Linked DNA regions of Mus musculus: region 1 is linked to region 2. A link is a contact called in public Hi-C data. All regions are on one chromosome and are shown on one strand. Each heading gives the region's core, a stretch centred on a gene start, on an enhancer-like site or on the middle of the called end of the contact. The rest is flanking DNA. Distances are from core to core; before and after follow the strand shown. Region 1 overlaps Osbpl10 (oxysterol binding protein-like 10). Region 2 holds the start of Gpd1l (glycerol-3-phosphate dehydrogenase 1-like).

The links. Hi-C and Micro-C count contacts between places; a contact is called where the count stands out from the background.
Region 1: a contact with region 2 is called in a Hi-C map of the N1E-115 cell line, with 2.1 times the contacts expected there. The contact joins the enhancer-like site here to the promoter of Gpd1l in region 2. A contact is called at or near these places in 1 of 484 Hi-C or Micro-C datasets (the N1E-115 cell line), 2 of 115 datasets of contacts at active chromatin or transcription factors (bone marrow-derived macrophages and embryonic stem cells) and 3 of 9 other capture datasets (adipose tissue, liver and pancreatic islet).

The regions. Positions count from the first base shown.
Region 1 is chr9:115,047,645-115,054,596 of GRCm38.p6, reverse strand. All of the region lies in intron 1 of Osbpl10 (oxysterol binding protein-like 10), which reads right to left. Among named protein-coding and RNA genes, the nearest start is that of Rps27rt, 68 kb to the right of the region's middle. Within about 2 kb of position 4,071, at least 29 of the 459 cell types and tissues checked have an H3K27ac peak or open chromatin away from gene starts, as enhancers often do. A contact at or near this core is called in the N1E-115 cell line and pancreatic islet, where this site is marked.
Region 2 is chr9:114,928,515-114,935,662 of GRCm38.p6, reverse strand. Gpd1l (glycerol-3-phosphate dehydrogenase 1-like) reads left to right here and starts at 1,676. Exons shown (of 8, transcript NM_175380.5): 1 at 1,676-1,992. The coding sequence starts at 1,946.

The sequences.
Region 1 (6,952 bases), core at 2,822-5,321, 120 kb before region 2:
AGGGAAGAAAACTCAAGGCTAAAGACAGAGCTCTGTCAGTGGGGTGCTTACCTTACAAACCTGAGGAGGACCCCAGCTTGATCTCCTAAACCAACTTAAAAAAACAAAAACAAAAACAAAAAATGTGCTTGCCTTGTGGCACACAAGTGTGATCCCAGCACATTGCGGAGGACGGGGAGGAGGGTTCCTGGGAATCACTGGCCAACCAGCCTACTCCGGGAGTTCTAGGCCAGCGAAAGATGTGGTCTCAATAATAGGAGGAAATAGAGAAAAACGGAAAGGGGAAGGAGGGAGAGAGATAGAGAGGGAGGGGAGGAAGGAGTGGAAGAGAGAGCGATGAAAGGAAGGAGGGAGGGAGGGAGAGAGGGAAGGAGTGCAGAGAGGAAGAAAGGAATGAGGAGGAGTGGGCCTAGACCTCAGACTAAATGAACTCTAATATTAAAGAGAGATGGGTCAGGAGAAATAAAGCAGGGAGTTGGAAGGAAAATGTGACCCCACCTTTAGTGCGAGCAGCAAGAACGCTGGTACATTTAGAAATCACCACGCGGTAGGTAACCTGGACTCTGAAACCGGGTGTGGCGGAAACTAGGTGTGGCAAAAGCAGGCCCTGCTACTCACTAGTGTCCATCTCTCACAAACAAAGAGAACACGGAGGTGCTGCCAGGGCGTTCTACCAAGCACAGTGGGGCCATGTAGCCTGAACGAACCTTTGGCATCCGCTCAGAACCACACTGAACACAACGCTGGGCGGAGCCACTGGGCGGAGCCACTGGGCGGCATGGGTACCTTTACAATTTTCAGACTTATTTATTCTATACCTTGTGTGTGAGTGTTCCACCTGCATATATGTCTGTGCACGATGTGCCTAACTGGTGCCCGTGGCGATCAGAGGGGGTGTCAGATCCCTAGAACTGGCATGGCAGATGGTTTTGAGCTACCATGTGGGTGCTGGAAATTTAACCTGGGTCCTCTGCAAGAGTAGCAAGGACCCTTAACTGACAATGCAATTCTCCAACTTATAGATATCTTTAAAACAAGGAATTACAATGCTCATTGCTTTCCCCCAACAAAAGTGGATACCACCGTTACATTCAATATTGAATCCAGTGACTGTTCCTGCCCCCAAGGACCTGACGGGGTCATGTTTGAAAGATGACTGGGTGGTAGGCAATGAACTAAGGCACCAGCTGTCCAGAAGCCACGGTTACCCATGGGGAATGTGCTGCAGAACCCAGGCTGAGGAGACACCTATGGTTGCTCCAAAGGAACATCAACTAAGCCCCTGCTTCAGCAAAATGCTCGACAATTAGTCTCTGAGAATAATGCAACATGGCTGCCAAATCCACGTGCCCAGCGCTGGAAACGGTGCTTAGCACCCACGGCTTTCTATATATAAAAGCCATAACAATACTACACTAATCTTAAGAAACTCAGGGTAATTACCAGAAGACAGTGATACCAACCAGTCACAACCAGTCACAAAGCTTCCAAAGTCTACTTCCCGGAAGCTCAAGTAACTACCGTCGCCACATTGAAAATTCTTCATAGAAGAGAAGACAATTACTACATCAGTTTTACACATCTCAGAAAAACAGGGACTTCCTAAGGGCTGTGGAGGTCAGACATCGACATCGGGTGTCTTCCTCAGTAGTTCCCATCTTAAAGTCTGAGACAAGGTCACTCACTGGGTCTGGGGCTCCCTGGTTGGCTAGACTGGCTGGCAAGCAAGCCCCTTGCCAACACTGAGATGCCTGGATTTTTACATGAGTGGCAGAGATGGAGCTAGGTCCTTGTATTGTGGGCACTTTGTGTAGGATCTTCTTTGTTTGTTTACTGGGTATATTATTGTGGATTTGGTCTAACGCTTGTATTATGTTAACTAGGTTCCCAAAACTGCATGAGAATCTGTGTGTAACACACTGAAGGTTCCTGCCCCTGTTGGCTTTGATTGGTAAATAAAGTTGCCGGTGGCCAATGGCTGGGCAGGGAGACAGAGGCAGGAAGGACTTTAAGATTCGTGGGTAAGGGGACCAAGAGAGGAAGGTGGATTTAGAACTGCCTTGCAAGAAAGGAGAAAGACCAGACCTGAGAAGTGTAGGACAGAGAGATTGCCAACATGTAAGAGTCAGGGATCATGGCCCAGGAAGGCTGCAGGCCTGGGGCTGGGGTGGCCAGGATGGAATATAGGTCTTAGTCAGTAATAATTCAGGAGTGTTGGAGGGGAGAGTGTGCCAGCTGCATGAAGATTTGGAGTGGCCCAGTCATTGAGCTGTTTAAGGCATACTAAAATAGAAGGCTGTGTGTGTGTGTGTGTGTGTGTGTGTGTGTGTGTGTGTGTGAGATCTTTCACTCAGGAGCCCAGAAAACTGGGGCAGGTGGCAGGGAGGACTTCCCTGCCACCTCCACCCCCTGGTGGATGAGAGCATCATTAATCACCTACTGCTACAGTGTATCCGGAGCCTGCGCTTTCAGCCAGTGACAGACTACAGAAAACTGCAGTGAGCACAGAGAAAACTCAAGACTGGGAATCCTTCCCTCCACACCTTCCCAAGGAGAAGGTGGCACCACTGTTTCTGATTTGGAAACAGGCGTGCCAAGGCACAGAGGGGCTGACTAACCCCCAAGAGTTTTAGACCTAAGCAACAGCAGATGCAACCTGTGGCAGCAGGTATAGTTCGGTACCCAAGTGCTTGCCTAGCAGCGAGGATGCCATGGGTTCAATCCCACCAGCAACAAAAATGTAAGAACACAGCAGATGTAGCCATTTGCCCACAGTACACTTCTGACCGTACACTACATGGTTTTTCTCAGAGATAGAGGCCTGTGAAAACTCCCACTTCAGGACATAGGGCCTCAACTTCACTTTCTTTCTCTCTCTCTCTCTCTCTCTCTCTCGTTTTTCTTTTTTTTTTTTTTTTAGATTTAATTATTTATTATATGTGTGTACACTGTAGCTGTCTTCAGACACTCCAGAAGAGGGCATCAGATTTTTGTTACGGATGGTTGTAAGCCACCATGTGGTTGCTGGGATTTGAACTCGGGACCTTTGGAAGAGCAGTCGGTGCTCTTAACCGCTGAGCCATCTCACCAGCCCTCTTTCTTTTCTTCTTTCTTTCTCTCTTTCTTTCTCTCTTTCTTTCTCTCTTTCTTTCTCTCTTTCTTTCTCTCTTTCTTTCTCTCTTCCTTTCTCTCTTCCTTGCCATCTCCCCAGGACCGTCCCACCCTTCCCCAATTTTTTAGATTTTATTATTTTGTGCATGCATGTGCATCAGTGTGTGGATGTGCTCATATGACTGCAGGAACCTGGAGGAAAGGCATCAGGTGCCCTGGAGCTGAACTCACAGGTGGTTCCGGTCTGTCTGAAATGGGTGCTGGGAGCTGAACTGGTGTCCTTTGCAAGAACAGTAGGAACACGTAACCAATGAAGCCATTTCTCCAGACCCACCCACCCCCACCCCCCAAAGAACTATTTTAAATGCAGGGAGGCGGAAAGGAGGAAACACTGTAAATTTTCCAAATGCAGACAGGAATTCAGAGGCAGAGAACTCCAGGGTACCCAGGAATAGTCTCAATGCCAGAGTCAGCATAGGAGAAGGAAAGGAAAGGGGACCAAAGGGAGATCCACAAACTGAGGGAAGAATGCTTCGGGGGTGGCAAGGGGTCACAGGAAATACAGTGAGGGTCAGTCTTAGCTGTCAACTTCCCTGGACTCGGACTCTGAGTCACCTAGAAGACACACTAATGTGTGTGTCTATGAAGGGATGTCCAGGGAGGTTTAACAAAGATGGAAAGTGTCTCCCTCACATGAGCGGAACGAGCTGTCCATTGCTCCTGCTATCTTTGCCATCATGACAGACTGCACTCTCAAACTGTGAACCAAAAGAAACCCTAAAGTTGCTTCTGTAGGGTCTGTTACCCTGGGGAGAAAGTTAGCCAATAGCGCCCTGCTTTCCTCTCTCGGCCTCTCCCACTATCTCTTCTCCAGGGAGGGCGGCTCACACCTACATTAGTTTGATTGCTCAATTTCCTTTTGCCAAGCATGACCCACACCTCCCAGACTGGCAGGGAACCAAAAACACTCAGCAAGAGCCTAATAGCCACCCAGTCAGCAATCTCAGGGCCGGGCAGGACAGGCCGGGCCAAGCAGGCAATTAGTCCCAGGCACTAATGCACCAAGAAGCCAGCATGATCTATGGGCAATCAGACTGGACTACCTCAGAAGGATCTAGAAAAGTACGAAGTCTCCAACTGAAATGCCCTGGCTGGCTAGCTGACTGCTGGCTCCACCTGGCATTTAATTAGGTGAATCTGAAAGAGCAAATGAGGAACCACCACATACTAGATTGAAATCTGTGTCCCTTTAGCACAGAGCTGTGCACAGAACTGTCTGTGGGGACCACGTGGAGTCATATCACAGTCGCTCGGGTTTTCCCGGGGCAACTGTGGGCACACAAGGCACTCTCCAGGGAACATATAATCCCAAAGAGAGGCCAGTCTGGGCCAGAGTTGGACACCAGCTTAACTCAAAGGCCACCGTATAGGAGTTATTCCCAGCTCAGTCAGAACTTGTCACAGTCTGTGACAAGAAACGGCTGTGTTTAGCCGCTGAACTCAGAAGAAAGGTGTAACCTGCCCTGTTTTCTGGGGGGGGGGGGGGGGAGACATACCAGGAGCAGCATCTGTGTGCTCATGAGCAGAATCCTCACTTTTGGGGTTTCCGGCAACAAACATTTCTTAAAACAGAGGCAGGCGTTATAAAGATTAAAAGACGCTAGAAGGGTTGGAGAGATGGCTCAGCGGTTAAGAGTAATGACTGTTCTTCCGAAGGTCTTGAGTTCAAATCTCAGCAACCACATGGTGGCTCGCAACCATGGTAATGAGATCTGACGCCCTCTTCTGGTGTGTCTGAAGACAGCTACAGTGTACTTAGATACAATAGTAAATAAATCTTTAGGCCAGAGCAAGCGGGGCCAGAGCGAGCAGAAGTTCTGAGTTCAATTCCCAGCAACCATATGATGGCTCACAACCATCTGCACAGCTACAGTGTACTCATATACAATAAATAAATAATTAAATAAATAAATCTTTAAAAAGAAAGAATAAAAGATGCTAGAAATGGTTTGTCAAAAAGAAAGCAGAGATGGACAACCCCTCAGAAAGGCTGAATTAAAGGGGAAACTTAGCATAGGTAGCCATGACCTAGGTGGGAGAGCAGAAATGCAGGTCCCAGAGCTTCCTTAGGAGAGAGCCGGATCATGATTAGCCTGGCGGGCAACCCATCAGACCCCCACAATTCCAAAGGAAAGGAGTTCCTGGTTCTTGGAGGACTCCACACCTATGTCCCATCAGGCAGCCCCACCTATGTGCCAGTCACAAGGCAGGAAGGCACTAGAGAGAAGTAGTAAAAACAATTCAAAGTACTGGGTCTAGGTACTGGGGGGCGGGACTCTGGGTCTAGGCACTGGGGGGCGGGGCTCTGGGTCTAGGCACTGGGGGGCGGGGCTCTGGGTCTAGGCACTGGGGGTCGGGGCTCTGGGTCTACACAATGGGGGCGGGGCTCTGGGTCTAAGCAATGGGGGTGGGGCTCTGGGCTCACAACTGCAAGGGTGAGGGAGACCTAAAGCCCACAGCAGGAAAGGCCACTGCAGACTTGCTGACCCACTCTATCCAGTAGCTGCGGGGAGGTGTGGGCTGGTTTCTGGGAGAGAGTGGCCTCTAACGTAACAGCAGGCACACACACAAAACAAAGGCACGAGCAACAGAGGCACTGGGTGATAAGAACTATCTTCCCCTCAGGAGCTGTGGGCACAAGCTAAGGCAGTGTTTGCAAAAGCCTCAAAGTTCTCCTCCGCATACAGCAAGCACAGTGCAGGGACCACCAAATTGTATAAATGAAGGAAATGCTAACCAGTTGTAGTAGCTGGCCTGTTTATGCAGGGACACGATCAGCGGTGGCTTTCTGTAGGTACATGCTGCGACGCCGATTTCTCAAGCCACACACAAGAACATTAAGTTCATTAATGCATCCGGGAGCACGTGACATTCCATAAGGAGAGCCACTTTCAGGACATTAGTGACGACTCTTGAGGGCAGTTGAGATTAAGGTCCGGAAAGAGGAGGGCAGAGATTAGCAGGAAAACACTCCCTGTCAAAACCCTGTCACTTGCTTAGCCACTCTGACTAGTCCAATTACCTCAAAGGAAAACTTCACAGAAAGACAAGGAAGGATGGGGTTGGGGGGTGGGGAGCGAGTGCATGGTGGCACAAGCCTGTCTCTTCAGCACCCAGGAGCAGATGCAAGGGATCAAGGGTTCAAGGCCAGAGGCTGGAGAGAGAGCTCAGTCAGCATAGTGCTTGCTGGACACACACAAGGACCTGCGCTCTACCCTAGAACTTAGATTTAAGACAAAGCAGCATAGCACACAGGCACATGGTGACATTTGTATTCTCACTGTTGAGGGGGCAGAGGTAAAAGGACCCTTGGCTCGCTGGCCAGTCAGCCTAGACAAATCAGAGAGACTGCCTCACACAAAGCAAGATGGACAGCTCCGTAGAATCACTCCCTAAATTGTCCTGTGGCCTATACACATGTACATGCAGACAGACACACAGACAGAATCTCTCTCTCTCTCTCTCTCTCTCTCTCTCTCTCTCTCTCCCTCTCTCTCTCTCTCTCTCATATACACACACATACATAAACAAAGAGTTTGAGACCAGAGGAGACTGGAGACTCTCAATTAAGAGAGAGGGGAGAGAGAGAGAGAGAGAGAGGGAGAGAGGGAGAGAGAGAGAGAGAGATAATAAAGAGAAGAAAGTACCTGGGTACAGGGGGGCCACACACCTACAATTCCAACACTTGGGAGGGGGAGGGTCTGGACTTCAAAGTCATCCTTGACTACATCGTGAGTTCAAGGCCAGACTGAGACCCTATCTCAAAAAAGGAAGGGAAGGA
Region 2 (7,148 bases), core at 427-2,926:
AGAGCCCTCCTCTGTGCCCAATTTTCTATTTCAGTTATTTGTGGGTCCACTCTCTGGCTCCCCAGAAAGCTTCCCTTCTCAAGGCAGGGCCACCTTGCCAAGGGCTCCTTTCTCAACCACTGGAGCTGGGGGATGGGGTCTCCTGTGCTCCCCTCCCCCGCCCCAGGCAGGCCTGGAACTCATTATGCAGCAGAGCCTCGCTGTGTAACCAGACTATACAGATCAGGATGGCCTCCAATTCATACAGACCTGCCCATTTGGGTATTAAAGGCATTTATCACCACACACAGTTTGACTTGGTGTTTTAAAATGATCCCACTGTTTGGCCTTGGCTGACCTGGAACTTGCTATGTAGACCAGGCTGGCCTTGACTCAAAGAGACTAATTTGCCTCTGCCTCTAGAGTGCAAGAAATAAACCTATTCTATTTTTAAATTAAATTTATTTTAAACCAGACATTAATTTAATGAATTTAATTTAATCCAGATAGTTGCCTTTAATCCCAGCATTTGGGAGGGAGAGGCAGACAGACCTCTTGTGAGTTTGAGGCCACCCTGGTCTTTAGCATGTTTTAGACCATCCAGGGCTACACTGTGAGACTCTGTCTCAACAAATGAATTAATTAAAATAAGTTTGTTTACTATTGTGAGGCTGTGCGATTCTCTCCTTCCTCCGTGGGCCCTGGAGATCTGACTTCCATTAGGGTTACACCTTTCCTTGCTAAGTGAGCTAGCACTCTCCATTCTTGCTTTTGCTTTGTGATAGGGGCTCACGTGACCCAGGTTAGCCTCAAACTCACTGTCTAGTTAAGGATGACATTGAACTGCCGATCGTCCTGTCTCTACCTCCCTGAAGCTGAGATTACAACACATTCCACCATCTCTGTTTTTCGCGGCCGCGGCGTGCCCAATTGCAGTACAGCAGTTTGGATGGCTTTTTTGTGAAGCTCTGGCAGGGAGAGAAAAGGGGCATGCCCTTTGGGTAACCGTATGAGGGGGACAGTTCAAGTTTCTGCTTTGATCCTGTGTAGACAAGTTTTCCATCCTGAAATGCAAGGGTACTTGTTTGCGACAAGGTGGCCTCCCATTTTTATTTGGCCAAGGATAACCTGGGACTCCAGATTCTCCCTCCGTCTCCCACGTGCTGTGATTACAGGCCAGAGCCACCAGGCGCTAGTGTTTGAACTTCCTGTGTTCAATCTAGTTCTCTACCAACTGAACTACGACGCCACCCTTGTAGAGTAGATACTCCCAGATCAATGGCAGAAGACTTAAAGCTCCAGGCTCGCTAGGAAATTCAGGGGTGCCTGGACTTGTCCCGTTTATACGAATTTGACAGCCGTTGTTAAAGCAGGCGCAGGCTCCAAATCTGGGTGAATTCATAGTCAACTACTTAGGCTGTCTAGGCTCCACCCTTAAGTGATAGTTGTCCCTGCGCAAATTGCGATTAGGTGACACTTGTATAAGTTGGGTCGGGCTTGCTCTGTCCAGGATAGTGACACTCAGCAGCAGGAGCTCAGAGCTCCAGTCTGCGCAATAACATTGGCCTGCACGTGGCCCGCCTGGAACTGAAAGGGAGCCCGCAGGGAGGTGGACTACACATCCCAACATTCCTAGGGCAGGGGTGGGGCGACACCGGAGGCTGACCCGGCCACCCACCCGGACCAGGCGTGCGCAGTGGTTCCTGGGAGTGGTGGGGCGGGTCCTCCGGGCTGTCAGCTGTGGCCCTAGGCGCCTAGGCAGGGTGGCGGTGGCCATTGGCGGACAGGAGGGCGGGGCGGGGTCGCCCGGAGCGCCTATACTAGGCCGTTCCTGTGGAGGTGAGCAGCCGGCCTGGGAGGCACAGTGTGTGTTGCAGCGATCCGACTTGCAGCAGCGATCCGACTTGCAGCAGCGATCCGGCTTGGCCCTGAGAGGAAGGCTGTGCAGCAGCGATCCGGCTTGGCCATGGCAGCGGCGCCTCTGAAAGTGTGCATCGTGGGCTCGGGGAACTGGTGAGCAGAGGCGGGTGGGCGGCGCGGTCTCCGCCTCCAGGAAGCCCCGGTTCCGGGCCGGCCAGGGTTGCTCTCCCGCTGCTTCAGCGTGGACACCAGGGCATCGCGGGTAGGCAGAGAGGCGGGCCTGCGACCGCCTGTCCCGGTTGGACACTGCACGGACAGAGGCCACGCCGAGGAACCAGAGCGCGAGGTGCGGGGCCAAGGTGGCCCGGGTGGTAGCGCGCACCGCGCCCGCGGGCACCTGTTTGCGCACTGGTAACCCTGCGGTTAGGGCCACCTGCTCGCCACGCCCGGGTACTTGGCAAAACAACCCAAGGGCGTTCTCTATTCTCCCCTGCCGATCACCCCCGTGGAGGAATTTGCAGAGGCTCAGTTGTCCTTACTGCAGTTTTGGGATTGGGGAAACGGAGGCACAGAGCGTGAGAAGGGTCCTTGCTACCTGGGACAGTGCTGGCTTCAAGAGACAGTTCTCATTTCCTCTGGCGAGTGGTTCCCAATCATGTTAACGTGGTATCCGAGAAGAGAAAACAAGCCCCCAACCGGGACGTGAGGGTCCCAGGGAAAGGTGTTTGCAGAGCTTCGCGTCACCACTGGGCTGTATTTTCTGACTTAACTTGTAAAGTGCTTGGTGCTTAGAGGGCTTTGAAGCTCCTCCAGTAGTTTGCATACCTTGGTGGCCCTTAACGCAGGAGAAGTTGGGGGTCTCCGTGAGAAGGAGGCAGAGTATGGTGCGTTCCAGACTTTTCCCGCGGCCCAGGGGTGGAACAGTTGAAGGCCATTCTCGTGGCTTCTGTCCCCTTCTGTTTTCCTGTGGTCTGACGCACACCACAGTTCAGGCTGCTAGAAGCGGTACTGTTCTGGAGTCGTCGGAGCCACCTGACTGGTCTTTGAAAACTTGGCTCTGAAAGGACTTTTGGAGGAAACCTTAGCTGGCTGGACCGGTGGCCTCTCCCCGGCCTCCTATTGCTGGCCTCTACCCTTGCGTTGGCCTCAGTCCTTTACCTGGTGCCTGGCATATACTAAATAAAAAAATTTTTTTTCTTTGAGGCAGGTTTTACTTTAGCTCTGGCCTGATAGTTGCTGGGTAGACCAAGCGATCTACTCTCAGATTTGATTGCTGCTATTAAAGACGATGCAAGGGCCACATTGCCCAGCCCACTCCCCCCCCCCCCCTTTGGTTATGGAGATCGAACCTCTTGAGTAATAATGAATGCTCTGTCGTGGAGGAGACTCCTTACATCACCCACACTCAAATTACGTAAAACTACTCTGTTGCTAAGTTAATACTCTGGTGCTGTTGTAGATCAGACCCTGGGGCCTTGCTTCTAGGAAGCAACTCCACTCCCAGCCAGACTGCCATGTGTTTTGGTTTTTTGAGGCAGGGTTTCTCTTAGCCTTGGCTGTCCTGGAACTCACTTTGTAGACCAGGCTGGCCTCGAACTCAGAAATCTGCCTGCCTCTGCCTCCCAAGTGCTGGGATTAAAGGCGTGTACCACCAGTGCCTGGCTCTGCCATGTGTTTTAAAAGCCAAGAGTTGTAGTAACACCTGCCTGGAATTCCAGTCCTTGACGGGGCAGACAGAGGAATCAGAAATTTAAAGTCATGCTTTTTATTTTTATTACAGTTTATTTTTTTTAAAGATTTTTTTTAAATGTTCTTTTATATATATGAGTACACTGTAGCTGTCTTCGGACACACCAGAAGAGGGCATCAGTTCCCATTACAGATGGTTGTGAGCCACCATGTGGTTGCTGGGAATTGAACTCAGCACCTCTGGAAGAGCAGTCAGTGCTCTTACCGGCTGAGCCCTCTCTCCAGCCCCAGTTTGTTTAATTTTTATTTGTATGGATATGAGTTTTTGCCTGTGTATATCTGTAAGTGCTTGTGCCTGGTCCCTGCAGAGCTCAGAGGAGGGCAGAGAATTTCCTGGAACTGAGTTACAGATGGGTGTGAACCGCTGTGCGTGCAGGTGCTGGGAAAGAGGATCTCTGGGAGAGCAACACGTGCCCCTAACCACTGAGCCATCTCCCCAGCCCCTGTTTTATTTCATTTTTGAGATTAGGTCTTGGTACTTGCTATGTAGACCAGGCTGGCCTTGAACTCACAGATCTTCCAGCCTCTGCTTCCTGAGTGCTGGGATTAAAGGCATGTGCCACCACACCCTATATATTTTAATATATCCCGTAGAGTCCATTCCCTTTTTTTTTTTTTTTTTGTGTGTTTGTGTGTCAGAGGACAACTTTCGGGAGTTCTGTAAACTCTGGGGATCTAACTCAGATCATCAGGATTCTACCTGCTGCCCCACTATGTGCTTTTAGTGTGTTACCTGAGGCAACAGCAGAAAGCTCTGTGCCCTATCAAATAGGACTCCTGTCCTTCAGAGCCTTACGGAGACCTTCAAGTTGGCTTTACCACTTACAACATCAAGGTCACTGGAAAGAAACATCAGCTGCCTTGCTGGCTCTGCCACTGGACAAGCACCCACTATGCACATTATGTTGTTGTTTTGAGACTGGGTCCCATTTAGCCCAAGTTGGCCTTGTCTCAGTTGAGGCTGGTTTTGAACTCCTCCTCCCCGGGCCTCCAACCCCCTGGTGCTAGGTTCACAGACAGCCTTTTCCTCTTCCGTGCAGCTCCACAGAGGGCAGCCCTTCTGCCAGTTTGTCAGGTGCAGGCAGAAGTGGCCCAGCTCTGCCACGCTAGACTGAGCTGGAACAAGGGCTGTCAAGAGAACTTCTCTGGCCTTTCATGGAGGCCTGGCTGCTAGCCTGAAGCATCTTCATTCTGATGTACTTGGCTGCATTCTTGGTCCGATCGGGCTCAGGGAGCGAGTAGAACTTGGCCTGTGGCACAGCGATTGAGAAATGTTTGGAAGGTTTGGGCTGGCTGCCTGCCTCCATTACGGGATCATTGCTGGCTTTGGACCATCACCTTCAGTACAGAGTCACTCCAGTCCTAGACAGAGGATCCCCACTTCCGGAGACTGAAAACACCAGGGAGGGACCAGAAGGGGGCAGAATGGCTCTGACTGTAATTGCTGTACATGGGGAACTGAGACAGGAGGAACACTACAATTAGAGGCTAACCTGGGCTACAGAGTAAGTTCTAGACCAACCAGAATACAATGAAATCCTGTCTCAAAAAAATAGTTGGGGTAGAGATGGAATGTTCAATTCTGGATTGTACGTATGTCAGTGTTTGCCCCTGGTGGGTGCTGTGTTCCTTAGAGTTCCTGCCCTCTTGATTTTTAGGGTACTGTGCTCATTTCTGGAACAGGACTCACTACTAAATGACTCAGGTGTGAGATAAATAAGGGCTTAGAAGATAAGATTCAAAGATACAAACTGTGAACTGGGGTCTGGCATAAGCCTACAGGTTACATTTTAAACAGGGTGGGTTTTTCCCCCTTTTGGGGGGGGGAATGGTCTTTTATAGCCCAGCCTGGCCATGAATTTAATATAAAGGATGACTTAGAACTATTTTAATATATCCCATAGAGTTTTATTTATATAACTTTTAAAAAGAAATTTATGTATTTTGTGGGGGTGGGTGTTTTGTCTGCATGTATATCTGTGTATCACATGTATGTCTGGAGCCCTTGGAGGCCAGAAGCAATCATCAGATCCCCTGGCTGGAGTTACAGACAGTTGTGAGCCACCATGTGGGTGCTGGGAATCAAACCTATGTCCTTTGGAAGATTAGCAGTGTTCTTAACCTCCTGAGTCACTTCTCCAGTCCCAACTTTGAACTTTTTTTTTTCCAGACAGTTTCTCAGTATAGCCCTGGCTGTCCTGGAATTCACTCTGTAGATCAAACTGGTCTTGAACTCAGAAATCCCGCCTGCCTCTGCCTCCCAAGTGCTGGGATTAAAGGCGTGCGCCACCACTGCCCGGCCCAACTTTGAACTTTTGATCCTTTTCCCTCTACTTCCCCAGTGCTGAGATTACAGGGACGCCGCACCACGTTGCAGGACAGGGGGATTTGTTGGTTGTTGCTTTGGTTTTGTGAGACAAGAGTTCACTATGAAGACCAGGCTAGACTTGAACTCAGATTTGCCTGTCCTCCCCGTGTCTGCAGCATGTGGTCCAGAGACCCCTTACACCAGGGTCACCTCTGCAGCTCGTCTTGGTGAGTTGCTCCTTAGAAAAGGGCAGATTTGCCCCCTGATGTGACTTCAGCCTTTTGCTCATTTTCAAACATGAGCCAGCCATTACGTCCATATCTGGTCCCAACCACAGCGGTTTGAATATTTATATAAACAGAGATGCAGTCACTTAGAGCTAAGATGTAGCCATTACCTCTCAGGCCCAAGTGCCTCCTCCAAGCCAATTGATACCAGTGATTGTGAAGGTAGGCTAGGTAAGGTACTCTTGTCCTCCATGTGGGGACTGGGGCTGGGGGTGCGAGGCAACTAGACTGGTGACAGAGAGGCCAGAGGAGTCTTGACCATCCATTGGAACCATGTGTGCAGGCAGGCATACACATACTTGTGCATACACACACACACACACACACACACACAGCATGATGGCATACTCATTTGTAATCCCAGGATTTGAAAAGTGGAGGCTGCAGGATCATGAGCTTAAGATCATCCTATGGAGGCCATTCAAGGCCAGCCTGAGCTACACAGTGAGACCCTGTCTCAGCCTTTCAAGGGCTGGGGATAGATCACATTGGTAGAACGAGAAACATTTGAGAACCTGAGCTTCCGCCCTAACTGTTACAGGATATTTTAATCTGTTTACTGTTAGGGTGTGGCTCAGTCCTTAGCACACACCTTTAATCCCTCCGGCTAGACTACAGACTGGCCCTTAGTACACACCTTTAATCCCAAACAAGGAAGATAAAGTTAGTCTGTAGAAGGAAGCGCCCATGTTTGAAAGTGATGTCCAATTGAAGGGCAAAGTGATGAATCAGAGATAGATCTGACAGAAACATACATGTCCAACTCTCGAGACAAAGAGGAAAGGGAAGCTGCTTAAGGGAGAGACAGACAGACAGTACAGGAGGAAGAGAGTACACTACAGGATACAGACGAGTTTGTGGAGAGCGGTGCAGTAGAACTGAGAGAGACTAGAGCAGAACAGAGAAGGAGAAGGTGGTGAGTTTACGGGGAGAGTTTCACAGAGACAGATCAGAGGCTCTTAGTG